Linked DNA regions of Mus musculus: region 1 is linked to region 2. The links are chromatin contacts, called in public HiChIP or PLAC-seq maps. All regions are on one chromosome and are shown on one strand. Each heading gives the region's core, a stretch centred on a gene start, on an enhancer-like site or on the middle of the called end of the contact. The rest is flanking DNA. Distances are from core to core; before and after follow the strand shown. Region 1 overlaps St6gal1 (beta galactoside alpha 2,6 sialyltransferase 1). Region 2 holds the start of Rfc4 (replication factor C (activator 1) 4).

What was found. HiChIP or PLAC-seq counts read pairs in DNA pulled down with a chosen protein or histone mark.
Region 1: a contact with region 2 is called in an HNF4G HiChIP or PLAC-seq map of pancreatic cancer cells. The contact joins the enhancer-like site here to the promoter of Rfc4 in region 2. A contact is called at or near these places in 1 of 39 promoter capture datasets (macrophages), 1 of 15 datasets of contacts at CTCF or cohesin (the NIH/3T3 cell line), 1 of 484 Hi-C or Micro-C datasets (granulosa cells), 3 of 115 datasets of contacts at active chromatin or transcription factors (embryonic stem cells, pancreatic cancer cells and pro-B cells) and 1 of 9 other capture datasets (adipose tissue).

The regions. Positions count from the first base shown.
Region 1 is chr16:23,240,886-23,247,687 of GRCm38.p6, forward strand. All of the region lies in intron 1 of St6gal1 (beta galactoside alpha 2,6 sialyltransferase 1), which reads left to right. Among named protein-coding and RNA genes, the nearest start is that of BC106179, 19 kb to the left of the region's middle. Within about 2 kb of position 3,791, at least 11 of the 459 cell types and tissues checked have an H3K27ac peak or open chromatin away from gene starts, as enhancers often do. A contact at or near this core is called in granulosa cells and pancreatic cancer cells, where this site is marked.
Region 2 is chr16:23,124,211-23,130,596 of GRCm38.p6, forward strand. Rfc4 (replication factor C (activator 1) 4) reads right to left here and starts at 3,520. Exons shown (of 11, transcript NM_145480.1): 1 at 3,475-3,520; 2 at 3,190-3,331; 3 at 326-404. The coding sequence starts at 3,320.

The DNA.
Region 1 (6,802 bases), core at 2,541-5,040, 120 kb after region 2:
GGAGGCTAATGATAGTGTGAGGAATCAATCAATCCCCCAGATGAGGGAGGCTTCCTGCTAGAGGCATGTGGCTGCTTTTCTTTTCATCTTCACAATGAATGTCTTATTCTGGGCTGTCCATTTGGGAAAGGGAGGGAGCAGGCAAAGAGGAGCCCTGCAGCCTCGCCCAGGGCAGCACTCCTGCATTGGAAGCGTCTGTCCGTCCGCCCTACCCATGCCTTCAGGGACCGTCTTGGTGACTCAACAGGATGAGGCTGAGCAGTTTGCTGCTACCCAGTCACCTTTACAGTCTCCCTTCCTCAGGAAGCCCTTAGCTTTTGGGGGAAAGTCACATGCTTTCCAGCTAGGTGGACTTGGGTTTAAATTCTAGATGTGTTGTTTGTTGTTAACTCTTTGAACTTGGAGACTGAACTTCTCAGATGCTCATTTTGCGTCCTAGTCTGCAGTAATTCTTCCAACATCATAGCATTGACATGCATGCTTCAAGTAGAGCTGGACACATGACTGTGATCAACAAATAGCTGTTTCAAAGACCACAACTCAGTATCCAGAATCTACAAAGTACTGCAGAGAGAGGGGTGGTGGTGGTGGCAGAGACAGACACACGAGAGGTGGGGGGCAGAGACCCAGGAGACAACTGCCAATCTACAATAGGCTGAAGAAAAAGGAACAGGTAGATCTCAAAAGAAGAAACACAAATGGTCAGCAAATGTTTTAAAAAGTGTTCAACATCCCTAGTCATCAGGGGAATGATTTGAGATACTTACTGTCACATCCTAGTCAGAATGGCTGTCATCAATATATCTGATTACAAATGTTGGAGAGGATGTAGGGGAAGAGAAACCATTATCCATTGCTGTGCGAGTCCAAATTATACAGCCATGGTGCAAATAAATGGAGACTCCACAAATAAATAAATTTTAAAAAATTGCCGTAAATATTTAAAAAGAACCGCCAAGTTCCTACGCTCCATCCAACTACTCTCTGCCCACCAACTCTCTGGCAGGGCCGGAGCTCCCGAGTTCCCTTCGCTGCCATACCAGCCCCATGCAACGACCGTCTACCCCTCAGCCAGCGACCACAACACCCAGCAACCTGGTAGAAACAAAACTCTAGAAGTTTATAATTAAGTCAGATTTATATATCAATAAATTCTCAATTCACAAGATGCCCACACAATAATTTCAGAGCCAATCAATAATGATATAAGCTGCCCACCTAGATCAGACAAGTTATCCCAATTATTCCATTCCTATATGATATTCATAACTACCTGTGGCTATTTAAAACCATGTGAGATCAGGATCTTCTTCCTGTCTGTCCGCCTCCATCTTGGCTTCTTTTCTCTCCTCTCTGAGTCGTTCTCTGACCCTGCAACTCTTCACTCTGCTTCCCTTTTCCCTGTCCAATCACAGGCCTCCTGCTGCCCCACCATTGTCCTCCTGGGCAATGAGACTCTATGCCCTACCACAGAGATACTTGAACCTCCATCTGTGTTCATTGCTGCTCTTTTTTACAGTAGCAAGGAAACAGAATCAACTTAGATGGCATTCAACAGATGAATGGATTATGAAAATGTGGAACTTTCACAGAGCGGGATACTATACAGCTGTGAAGGAAAAAAGAAAGAAAGAAAGAAAGAAAGAAAGAAAGAAAGAAAGAAAGAAAGAAAGAAAGTAAGTTGCAGGAAAATGGAAGGTCCAGAAAAGTATAATGTTGAGTGAGGTGACTTTACCTCGGAAAGGCAACAAGCCACATGTCTGTCCTCATATTCGGCTTCTGTCCTGTAGTCTATATGTGCCCTAGGTCAATGGGTGTGAGTGGGGGCAAACTTTAGAAAGGAGGCCACGTAAGGAAGGACAGAGTGTAGGCAGAAGGGCCAGAGTCAGGGAAGAGAGTATTAAAGCTGTTACTTTCTAGTTTCAACGTCATCATAGTGTTTTCTTTTCTTTCATTCTGTAGGGAGTGGGTATGTGGATTCAATTTTCCTGTTTCCAAGTAGCAACAATCATGTTTGCATTCCAGAAGAGTCCAGCATGTGTTCTTCCTTTGAGGCAGTGCTTGTGGAAGCTGGGCCTTCTTTTTAATTCCATTGACCACTCGAGCAATAGAAGTGGACATGACTAGTGCCTTAGTTAGGGTTGCTGAGAAGAGACACCATGACCAAGTCATCTCTTGTAAAGGACAACATTTAATTAGGGCTGGCTTACAGTTGCAGACGGTCAGTCCATTATCATCATGGTAGGGAGCATGGCAGTGTCTGCTAGAGGAGCTGAGAGTTCTATATCTTGATCTGAAGGCAGCCAGGAGTGGACCTGAGCATAGGAGACCCCAAAGCCTGCCTACACAGTGACACACCTCCTCCAACAAGGCCACACCTCCTAATGGTGGCACTCATTCCCCATGAGCCAAGCATTTGAGCACATGAGTCTGTGGGGGCCATTCCTAGTGCAGCTACCACGATGAGTTTGGAAGATTTGTCATGTCAGCCCACTTAGAAAGTGTGATCCTTTCGTTTAGATTTATTTACTCTAGTTCATGGTTATGAATGTTTTGCTTGCATGTGTGTCTGTGCATCACATGCACGCCTGGTACCCAAGGAAGTCAGAAGATGACATCTGATTTCCTGGAATTGGAGTGATGGCTGCTTGTGAGCTGCCATGTAGGAGTCAGACACAGGTCCTCTGCATGAGCGAGTGCTCAGAACTGCTGAGCCACCTCCCCGACCCTGAAAAAGTGATTGAAATAATGTTTTGGGGAGAGCGACTTTGTAACCTGATACTATCCCTTTTTTCTTCCCTTTCTTTCTTTTATAACTGTATCTACTTAACTATATCAAATCATTTATTCCATTATTTAACTTGTAAATCACATTTCTTTACATAAAGTGTGGCTTTAACTACAAAATTCAAGGCGGCATCTCTTTTCAATGGTTATTCTCAGTTGTTGCTCACCCAGTGGACCAGATTCTGCTAGGCACTGCACAGACAAAGGCAGGAGAAACAATTTCTGGAGGAGCTGTCAGTCTGTGAGGAGAGAGGGCCGTGTGTAGTGGAGCATAAGAGATGGACCAGTTGCGGAGGGAGGAGGGAGAATGACAAGGCCAGAGAAGAGATAGGAAACTCTCCCTCCAAAAAGAGTTTTCCAGACATTTAAGGTAGGAATCAGGAGGAAATAGTGGGACCAGATATGATGGTCACTGTTGGAATTTGGCCCTAGACATCATGAGGTAGTGGCTTCCTTGACAAGCAACCCTTTAGGGCATCTACTCCTGCTGGCATTTGAGTCCACCTAGGTTGCGTTAGGACAAGGTCTACAGCCTCTTCCCAGCTGGTGGATCAACACTGGCAGGAATGCCGCCAAGGTTGATTATAGGAGAACATTATGGGCTACTTGTCAGCTCAGGGTTCAGGTCAGAGGGGGGCTTTCCAAAGGAGTGGGGGCCTGGGGATTCATCATTAGACAAGATCTACAGATGCAGAGCTTCCAGAGGCAGAGCAGGATTCAGGTAGTGTGGGCAGGAGGAGCTTCACAATCCAGGAGGGAGAGAGAGAGAGAGAGAGAGAGAGAGAGAGAGAGAGAGAGAGAGAGAGAGAGAGAGAGAGAGAGAGAGAGAGAGAGAAAGTGGGCAAGAGTGATGTCTGCTGTTGTTGGAAAGTTCAGGGACATCGCAGGCTGCATTTAATGTCAAGAAGAACTGGGGGATTCAAGGTCTCAGTAATCTACTAACAATTTGGCGCACGCCCTGGGGCGGGCATTTGATGAGTTATTTGAGACAGAAACATAAGATCTACAAGGCTGTTACGGGTCATTTAGCTGATGAGGAGAAGAGCAAATGTAGGGCATCTTCAGTTGCTGGGCTCCACTCCCTGCCCAGGCAGAGTACAGGGCTTTGTGTTTCTCTAATTCGGTCCAATTAAATCCAGTCTGCACCATGCCTGCCTCACAAAGGAAATAAAGGCGAGACATGGTGACTCACCTCCATCCTGCTGGTCTCCCTAGCTCAGATGCCATCTCCTTGGTCCTGTGTCCTACCTCTGGCTTCTGTTAGTATATCTCAATGTAGTCTCGATTCTGCCCTAAGCTAATGAAATTGAAGTCTCTGTAGGGTGGTTCTGGGCACTAGCCTTTTCTTAAAACTCGGCAGTTGTTCCCCAGGCAGTCGTGGACAGGAACCATTGTTCTGCTGTCTGCTCTCTTCTTTATGCTCTCTTCTTTCTCTTCAGAAGGCTCACATCACCTTCTTGATAGCTAGGGTTCTCTGTCTCTCTGTCTCTGTCTGCCTGTCTCTCTCTCTGAGACAGGGTTTCTCTGTGTAGCCTTGGCTGTCCTGGAACTCGCTCATGTAGATCACGTTGTCCTGGAACTACTTCTGTCTCCCAAGTGCTGGTATTAAAAGCATGCACTGAAACCACACGGCCTAGGGTTTACTGTCTTACTCTTACCTAGCAACCTTGCTTCACATTTGCCTGAAGAGAAGCATTGGTGTCATGTGTCTTAGTCAGTTCAGGTCACTGTAACAAGCAGTGTCAACTGAGGTTGAGAAAGCCACGATTAAGATATTGAGAAAATCACTTCCTAGTTCCCAGCTGGTATACGTAAGAGCTGCTGGCTCACTCGGGTTTCTTCTACAAGAACACTAACACCATCAGTGACGAGCCTTTCAGACTTCATCAGCTCCAGCTTCTAAGGCCATTGTACTGCATGTTAGGAATTCAACTTAGGAGCTTTTGGAGACACCGATAATGAGACCTTAATGCATCTCCATCACCAGAGCTGTGTCCGCGTGGTCCTCATTCCTTCCCATTACCATGGATGCTGCTGTGTCTTAGTCACCGTTCTATTGCTCTTAAGAGCAACACTGTGACCTTGGCAACTATAAAAAGAAAGCATTTAGAGTTAGGAGCTTGCTCATAGTTTCAGATTTTAAGCCTTACATCATGTCAGGGAGCACGGTGGCAGGCAAGTATGTTGGAGAAGTGTGTAAGCTACATTCTGACCTGTAGGCCAAGAGAGAAAAGACCCTGGGCCTGGCTTGGAGATTTGAAACCTCAAAGCCCACCGTCAGTGACACACTTCCTCCACGCCCCCTAATCCTTCCAATACCATCCTAGAGTTCTACTTCCTAGTGACTAAGCATTAAAATACGTGAGCCCACGGGGGCCACTCTTATCCAAACCACTGCAGTCCTACTGACTCGCCCTCTTTATTCGTGAATATATATTATTCTGTCTTCATTAAGGGTGTGGCTCTGGCAGCTCTTCCTTCTCTCAGCAATACTATTTCTCTGTTGTGATATTCCCCCTGCCCTGCCCCGTCTCTATAATGGATCTACCTACCGTCTACCGTCTATTCATCTACCTATCTCTGAATGGCTGCCCTGTCTCTATCCTACCGTTTGAGTATATGGTACATTCCCTCTGGTTTCTTACGCCCTTTAGTGAAATTCGTCTGTATCTTCCTGTCCTGCTGCTTCTCTTCACTCACTCCCACCTAAGCCTATGTCTCCCCAAGCATCTACCAATCTGGGCCATCCATCATCTGCCAAATGCAGTGGTCACATCTTGAGCCTTGTCTTGTTTCTCTGTAGGACTCATGTAATTGCTTGTCCCATCCCACTTTAAAGGCGTCTTCTCTTTGCTCTCTTCTTTAGCCATCTTTGCTCACTTTCTGTGGTTGGCTCATTGTCACCTGGTCTCTTTGGAGTGGCCCACAGTGGCCTCTCTTCTGTACCTCAGTCCCTGATCTCATTCAGTTTGCTATGCTGACAACTTTCTCTTGGTATCTATGTCCCAGACCTTTCCCCTGTATCCCATGCTTATATGCTTAAACATCCACTGGGAAACCTTCCTTGGGTGAGTAGCACACACCCCAAATGTAACAAACCTGAAACCGAGCTGCTGTCTTCTGAAGTAGCTGCCACCTCCAGTAGACTTGAGTTAGGACTTACAACTCCAGAGTCCTTCCAGATGATCCTTCCAGTCCCCATCCATGAATGCAAACCATGCCAGCTGTATCTTTGTAGTAAGCCAAGAGATGGATTAGTTATTTGATTCACCAAGTTTGACTCAAGACAGGCTCGTCTCTATTTTTAATTTGCAGGATAATTTTGTACCTGGGCCTGCTTATATTTCTAGCTTCTATGGCTTATTTTCAAAAAAGCACCAGAGTTGTCATTTCAAAAGTTGCAGCAACGTGTGATTTCTTTTTTCAAAAGCTGTAAAGCGCTCTTCGACATCTGCCCCCCCGCCCCCAACACGGTGTGCCTCTTCCTTTTGCTTCTTTACTGAGGCCTGTACCTCAAACACAGAACCTCAGAACCTCTGTGCCTCGGATCCCTCCAAGCTGTCCCGCTACCCCCACAATCCTGTGCTTTGTTCCACCTCTTCTGGCTTGTATGTGAGTGTCATTTTGACAGATAATTCACCAACCTTATATAAAGCAGTGATCTGTGCTTTCTAAACCTCTCAAACTTGGCTCTGCCCTGTTAGCCAGCTGTGCTGTTCCCTATAGCATACAAGGCCAGCTGACTGACTTACGCTCTGTGGTTTTCCAATAGGGATTTCTTTCTATGAGGCCAAGGGAGGATTTCATCTCTCCTTATCCATAACTAGTCTCCTAGGACCCAGTTCCAAAATAAAACACTAGGGAATTGAACTAAATCCTCCCGGCATCACTTCAGAGTTAACCAGAGTAACCCACAGTTTATAGGTGAGGAGACCAAGGCCCAGAGAGGCAAAGTAACTTTCTCAAAATGATACAGCTTGCTAGACTAGAGCGATGAGGGAGACCTCCCCAGTGT
Region 2 (6,386 bases), core at 2,270-4,769:
TAGAATTAAAGCCACATGACACTACACACAGCCAACTATATACATTTTAAAATGACTTGTTTTGATAACACATCTGTAACTGTAATATTCTTTTATCTTCGGGGTTTACTTGTTTGTCCTCTTTCTCCTCTAAAAATAAAGGCTCATGGAGAAAGGGTCCTAACCTATCTTAGTCAGTGATCTTTATTTCAATACTACATAATAATGTCACATAGAAGATGATTTGGCAAACTACTTATAGTTTTAAAAAATATCAAAGACTTATTGCATGTATTTCCTATGAATGAATTCTTAAATTTTCCGTCATCAAACACCATCTACTTACGTCAGCTCCTTCTAAGGACTTTCTCAGCACTGCAACCACTTCGTCCTGGAAAGCCACTTCATCCACACACTTTGGACGGCTGGAGGACAGAGGGAAGTGGGTTATGGAGAGCACTGTGATAGCCACAGAAAAGTCTCAAGTGTTCCTGCTGCTAAGACACCAATGACAGCACTCACATGTCACTCATGAAGTTGAAGGAGGCAGAAACTCCATTGTATTTACCTTGAACAAATACACACTACTGGAATGAAATTATTTTTGCCTTCTACCTGTACTGCATGATAAAATAATAAGCAGAATTTTATGTATCATAAAGAACAAACTTGGAATTAAAGTCAACTGCATGTGGAGGCTTACCTCTTTAACCCCAGCAAGGAAGAGACAGAGGTAAGTAGTTTTCTGGATTTGAGGCCGGCCTGACCTACCTAATGTATTGCAGGACAGTCAGGGCTACACAGCACAGTCAGTCCTTTTCTCAAAACAAAACAACAAAAAAGGGGGAACACTGCCTATAAAATCTCATAAAATCACCCCCCCCCCCCCCCAGTCAGGGTTTCTCTGTATAGCCCTGGCTGTCCTGGAACTCACTTTGTAGACCAGGCTGGCCTCGAACTCAGAAATCCACCTGCCTCTGCCTCCCGAGTGCTAGGATTAAAGGTGTGCACCACCACTGCCCGGCTAAAATCTCTTGAAAAGCTCATGAAGTGGAGTTAAAAATGACTATTTAATAACCTAACAAATGGCAACTACTTTGGTTTAAAATAAATAAATAAATAAATAAATAGCACACTTTCTCAGTTAATACATTAAATGGTCAGTACCATTTCCCCCCTCTTCAAGACAGAATTTCTGTGTAGCCCTTGTGGTTCTGGAACTTGCTCTGTAGACGAGGCTGGCCTTAAATTCAGAAATTTGCTGAGAGCTGGGATTAAAGATATGCGCCACCAGGACCAGCTAATAATTTTGATTTTAAGTCACTTATTAATTTTTATTTTTTGAGACAAATATCTGTGTACCCCTGGCTAGCTTGGAACCCCCTATCTGGACCACACATATCTGCTTGCCTCTCCCTCTCTAGTGCTGTGACTAAAGCTGTGAGCCACCTGCCATTATTTAGTAATTTTAAGAGAAACTATGACAAAGTTGTCTTTCCAAACTTTATGACTGAGATTTCTACCTAGTAAATTAACAAAACATCCTTTTATTTTGAGGCTACAGACATGGCTTAGTGGATAAGAGCACCCGCTGCTCTTCTAGAGGACCTGGGCTCAATTCCCAGAGCCCACATGGTAGCTCACAACTATTTATAACTCTAGTTCTATGGTATTTGGCGCCTTTTTCTAGCCTCTATGGGCATTCGGTACACACATGGAACACAGGCAATATATGTGTAGGCCAAACACTCAAACACATTAACTAGAAACAATTTAAAATTTTTTATTTGTTTTGTGTGTGTGTGTGTGTGCCTGTGGGCAACACATACAGATGATGTAAAGGGAACAAATATCAGAGGTCACGTCTCTCCTTCTACTACCGTGTTCGGGGACCAAACTCATGTTGTCAGGTTTCTACATCAAGTGTTTTTACCCACTGAGCCCTTTTATTGGCCCCAAATTCTCTGATCCACACCAGCGTAATTAATCAGGTTGGTACTGGGCAAGAATCATTGCGTGTGCTATAAAGGTCTGCCAGGATGAGGCAGGTAACAGTGAAACCGTCCAAGGATGTATGACAGGCACGTGGTGATGAAGGCTTCTCCAAAGGAGAGGCAGCATAAAAGTGAGCAAATGTGAGAGCTTGGAGCCAGAGCCGTCTGACTGGAGAAGCTGAACCCTAGGTCCTCCCTTCCCCACCTCCTTGTTAAAAAAAAAATTATATATATATATATATATATATATATATATATACATATACATATATATATATACACACACATACATACACACACATGCATACATATACACACATAGATAGATAGATAGGTAGGTAGGTAGGTAGTTTTGGAGTGGTAAGATGGCTCAGCAGGCAAAGGCACTTACTGCCAAGTCTGATGATCCAAGTTTGACACACGGAATACACAGGGCAGCTAAGAACTTACTCCACCTGGGAGTCGAAGCATGCTTGTGATGGCATGCATCCTCCTTCCTCAACGATAAATTTTAAACATGTGAAAACTATAGATCTATGGGCCGGAGTATAGAACAGTGGTAGAGTGCTTGCCTAGATTAAGGTTAGCGAGATTCCCAACAGGTAAGTGCGAGCTTTCAAAGCCCGATGATCTGAATGGGACCACCACTTGCTTTGCTGCGGGGACGGCTATGGGATGAGTTGGGGGCAGGAAGAGGGGTGATATAGATGAAGTACTCATATTTGAACTTCTCAATAATATTGAAACAGCAAAATAACACACACGAGGACCTTGTTTGACTTGTAAATAACCTGAAGATCCTTAGTGATCAAAGAGGTTCCACGTAGCTGACGGTTCTAGTATCATCTAGCAAATGACAATGTAGTGGTACTTAACATCAACAACAAGATCCCAACAAATTTCACCATATACATACAAGGATAAAAGTCAGATTTCAGTGGAAGTGTTTATAGCCAGCTCACAGAAACATTGCTTTCTTCGTTTCTGTAGGGCTCTAAAACTGTACACTTTATAAACATCTTAGGTCATCTATATAACTAAAGAATTAAATTCAACTACTGTATCACTCCAAGGACTAAGACTTATTATTGGGTGATACCGCGTCCCCCTACCCCTCAAAGGTGTGATCTAAATATAGCAAAGTCCCCCTTACATTAAAAAAAAAACCCCACTAGCACTTATTAGTTATTTCAACAAAAGTACAAGCAGTTCTTACTATTTTTCCACCCAAGGAACTGGTTTGACTTTCTTGGTTTCTCCACTGCTTCCTGCAGTGGCAGGTGTCCCCCGGTCCTTGGTCAGTTGTGCTTTGGCACTGACAGATGTGCCTTTCAGAAATGCCTGCATGGCTTCTTCTCCTGGGTATAAGACAAAAAGAAACCATTATGGGGCAGCTCCCCTTGAAAGGACCCCTAACTTTGTGCCTAGAGGGAAGGCGGAGGTCACATCCCGGTCCCCGCCAGCCTGTAAAAGGCTGAGAACACTCAGACCCATCACTTACAGTCGTCACCGTCCCCCTGGCACCGCGGTTCCCGCCACAGAACGGCGGCGAAAGGCATGGCGGGAGCGCGCCACGCAATAACGTCACTTCCGGCGCGCGGGTGCCAGTGACGCGCTCCCTTTTTGGCTAGCGGTGGCTAAGCTCGGCTTCTGGGTGCATCTGGGGCGTTCCGCGGAGGTGATCCTGTGTAGACTCCGCGGCCAGACCTCGGCCCAGCAGACACTGCAGAGCGCGGTCGGGGAGGAGCCGACCTAAGGAGAAAGCTTTGCTCGAAGGACCGGGCCTAGGGCGGGCCCACGCTGGGAGAGGCTTTCATTAAGCCAGTGGCTTCTTGGGTTTGCTGCCATCGTCCGTCAGCCCGGAGGTCAGGGCCAAGACGTGCTCACTTGACCCTTCGCCGGAAGGGGACACTGTGCGAACTACTGCCCTGCCCCCGATATTCAAGGACACAGAGCAAACTGCTTTTTAGAAGTGAAGCTAGAGAGAAGGCTCAGCGGTTTAAGAGCATTCACTGCTTTTGTGGAGGACTTCGGTTTGATACTTGGGGTTTTGATAGCCATCTGGTGGCTCACAACTGGAACTCCAGTTCAGGGGTCCAACGTTCCCTTCAGGGCTGCAGACCCTGAATACGTGTGCTGCACGTACTTGCACGCAAGCGGAATACTTAAACACACACAGCCCGGGACAGATGTCTTACAGTCAGTAAAATCAGCTTATTGTAGGGAGGGAGGACCATCTTCTATGGGCATTTTGTAATTCCCGAGACCCACTCAAAAACCTCGTGATCGGGCAGGAGATAAACTCATCAGTTAAAAGGACTTGCTGCTTTCCCAGAGGACTGGAGTTTGCGTTCCAGCATCTTGGGGGGGGGGGGGGGTGGACCAAGCGAAAAAGAAAGAATTTGAAAGCTTTGTAGTATATACCAACTGTCAGCAGACAGCTTGTCCTGTGAAGGATTTACTAGTCCAAATGAATCTTTCAGTTCTTAGCCAGCCTCTGCCCTTAGATGTCCTCATGTTAGCATAATAAGTTCCTAGTGTAGCTTTGGTAGCAGAGGTGGTTGTCACACGAGTCCAACAGCGACGACTGCTCCAGTAACTGCATTGCTGGGAGCTGAACTTGCCAGCCACAGGAGTGAAAGATAGTCACCCTTCCTGGATAGAACCCCTGAGCCCTCAGGGGGTTCAACTAACCTTTGCCCTACAGTGGATGAAATGTCATTGTTTCCACCAGAAGTAGAATTTGTCTAATTGTGCTCATTTTCTAGAACCAAAATTCTAAAAGGCTGCATTTCATCAGAAGCCTGTGCAGGGTTTGGCAGAAGTACACTTTCAGTCCCAAAACAGACCTACAAGGTCAGAATCTCTGGTGTCTGGGACTATGTATTTATAAGGTCTGTGGTTAGTGGACATAATGTTTCTGCTTCCTCCAAACCTCAGATGGAAAACCTCAATGTAATCAATCCCCGGTGTTGTCCTCAGTAATTCCAGGGTTAATGCTATAACAAGAGACTTTGTTCTTTTCGGTTTTCGTTCCCCCTTGAGATGGTTCTGCAAGAGATCCTACCAGATGGTGCTTAAGCTTAAACTTGCCAGATTTAAGAACTGGGATTCCAGTAGAGGGGCTGAAGAGATGGCTCAGCGGTTAAGAGCACTGACCTCTTTCCAGAGGTCTTGAGTTCAATTCCCAGAAACCACATGGTGGCTCACAACCATCTGTCATGGAATCTGAAGCCCTCTTCTGGTGTGTCTAAAGACAGCTGCAGTTTGAAGATGAGCTACGGTGTACCCGTATACATAAAAAAAAGTCTTCAGAACAAAACAAAACTAAGCATAGCTGGGCGTGGGGGTGGCATGTGCCTTAAATCCAGCATTTGGGAGGCTGAGGTAGAGGCAGTTGATCTGAGGACAGCCTGGTCTACAGAGCGAGTTCCAGAACCAGAAAACAAGCCTTAAGTAAGTATACATTCATTACAAATTACCCAGCACAAGACAGAGTGCATTGCTTTTCACTACACTATTTGTTATTCTAACTGAATTTCCTCCATAAAATAGCCCACTTATTGTGACTGGGGATGAGAACGTAAACTATGCAGGAATAGCCCAACTGAAAAATCTCCATGCTGTTTACCACTGTAAAGGTGATGGGTCCTGGCCTGGGAGAATGAAGTCTAAAATGAGGTGGGCTAGTCTCATGCAATAACTTTATTCAGAGCACCAGATAGTTTATAACCCTGAGAGTTAAGAATAAGCACAGGAGAAAAGTGTACAATCATAAGGATAAGCCACACCTGGCAAAAACATGTTTTTTTCCATAGAGGCAGAAAACAGCAGTAGCCAGTTGTAATGAATGATTTGAAATGAATGCACTCCCAGTGCGCCTGGGAGGGGCATGGAAACCCATTCCAAGAACAGTTCCGTGTTTTGAAGAAACTGAGGATCACAAACTCGTCTTTTCTTGGGGTATTGCCACAAGCACACAGAATTCTCACAACTTCATTCTTAGTGTTCTGACACCTTTTACTAGGAAAAACCCACTGCTTATGAACAAATACAAAAACCACGTGTAAGAGGCCCACAGGAGGCTGGCATCATCTCTAAGCCAGTGGTTCTCAACCTACCTAATGCTGAAGCATCATTTTGTTGCTATTTCATAACAGTAATTTGTTACTGTTATGAATTGTACATATCTGTTCTGCAGGATATATGACCCCTGCGAAAAGGTCGTTTGGCCCTTTTACAGATCGATTGATCTAGCTATCTAGATAGTCTGTCTGCCTATTTATCTATCTATGCAGGGATCAGTTTCATACTTGGCAGCTTCAGCCTGTTGGGTAATGTCACCAGGAGCAAACAGGACAATAAGAATCTGAGATGAGATCACATGTGAATGTCAGAAGGCAAGGCTGGCCC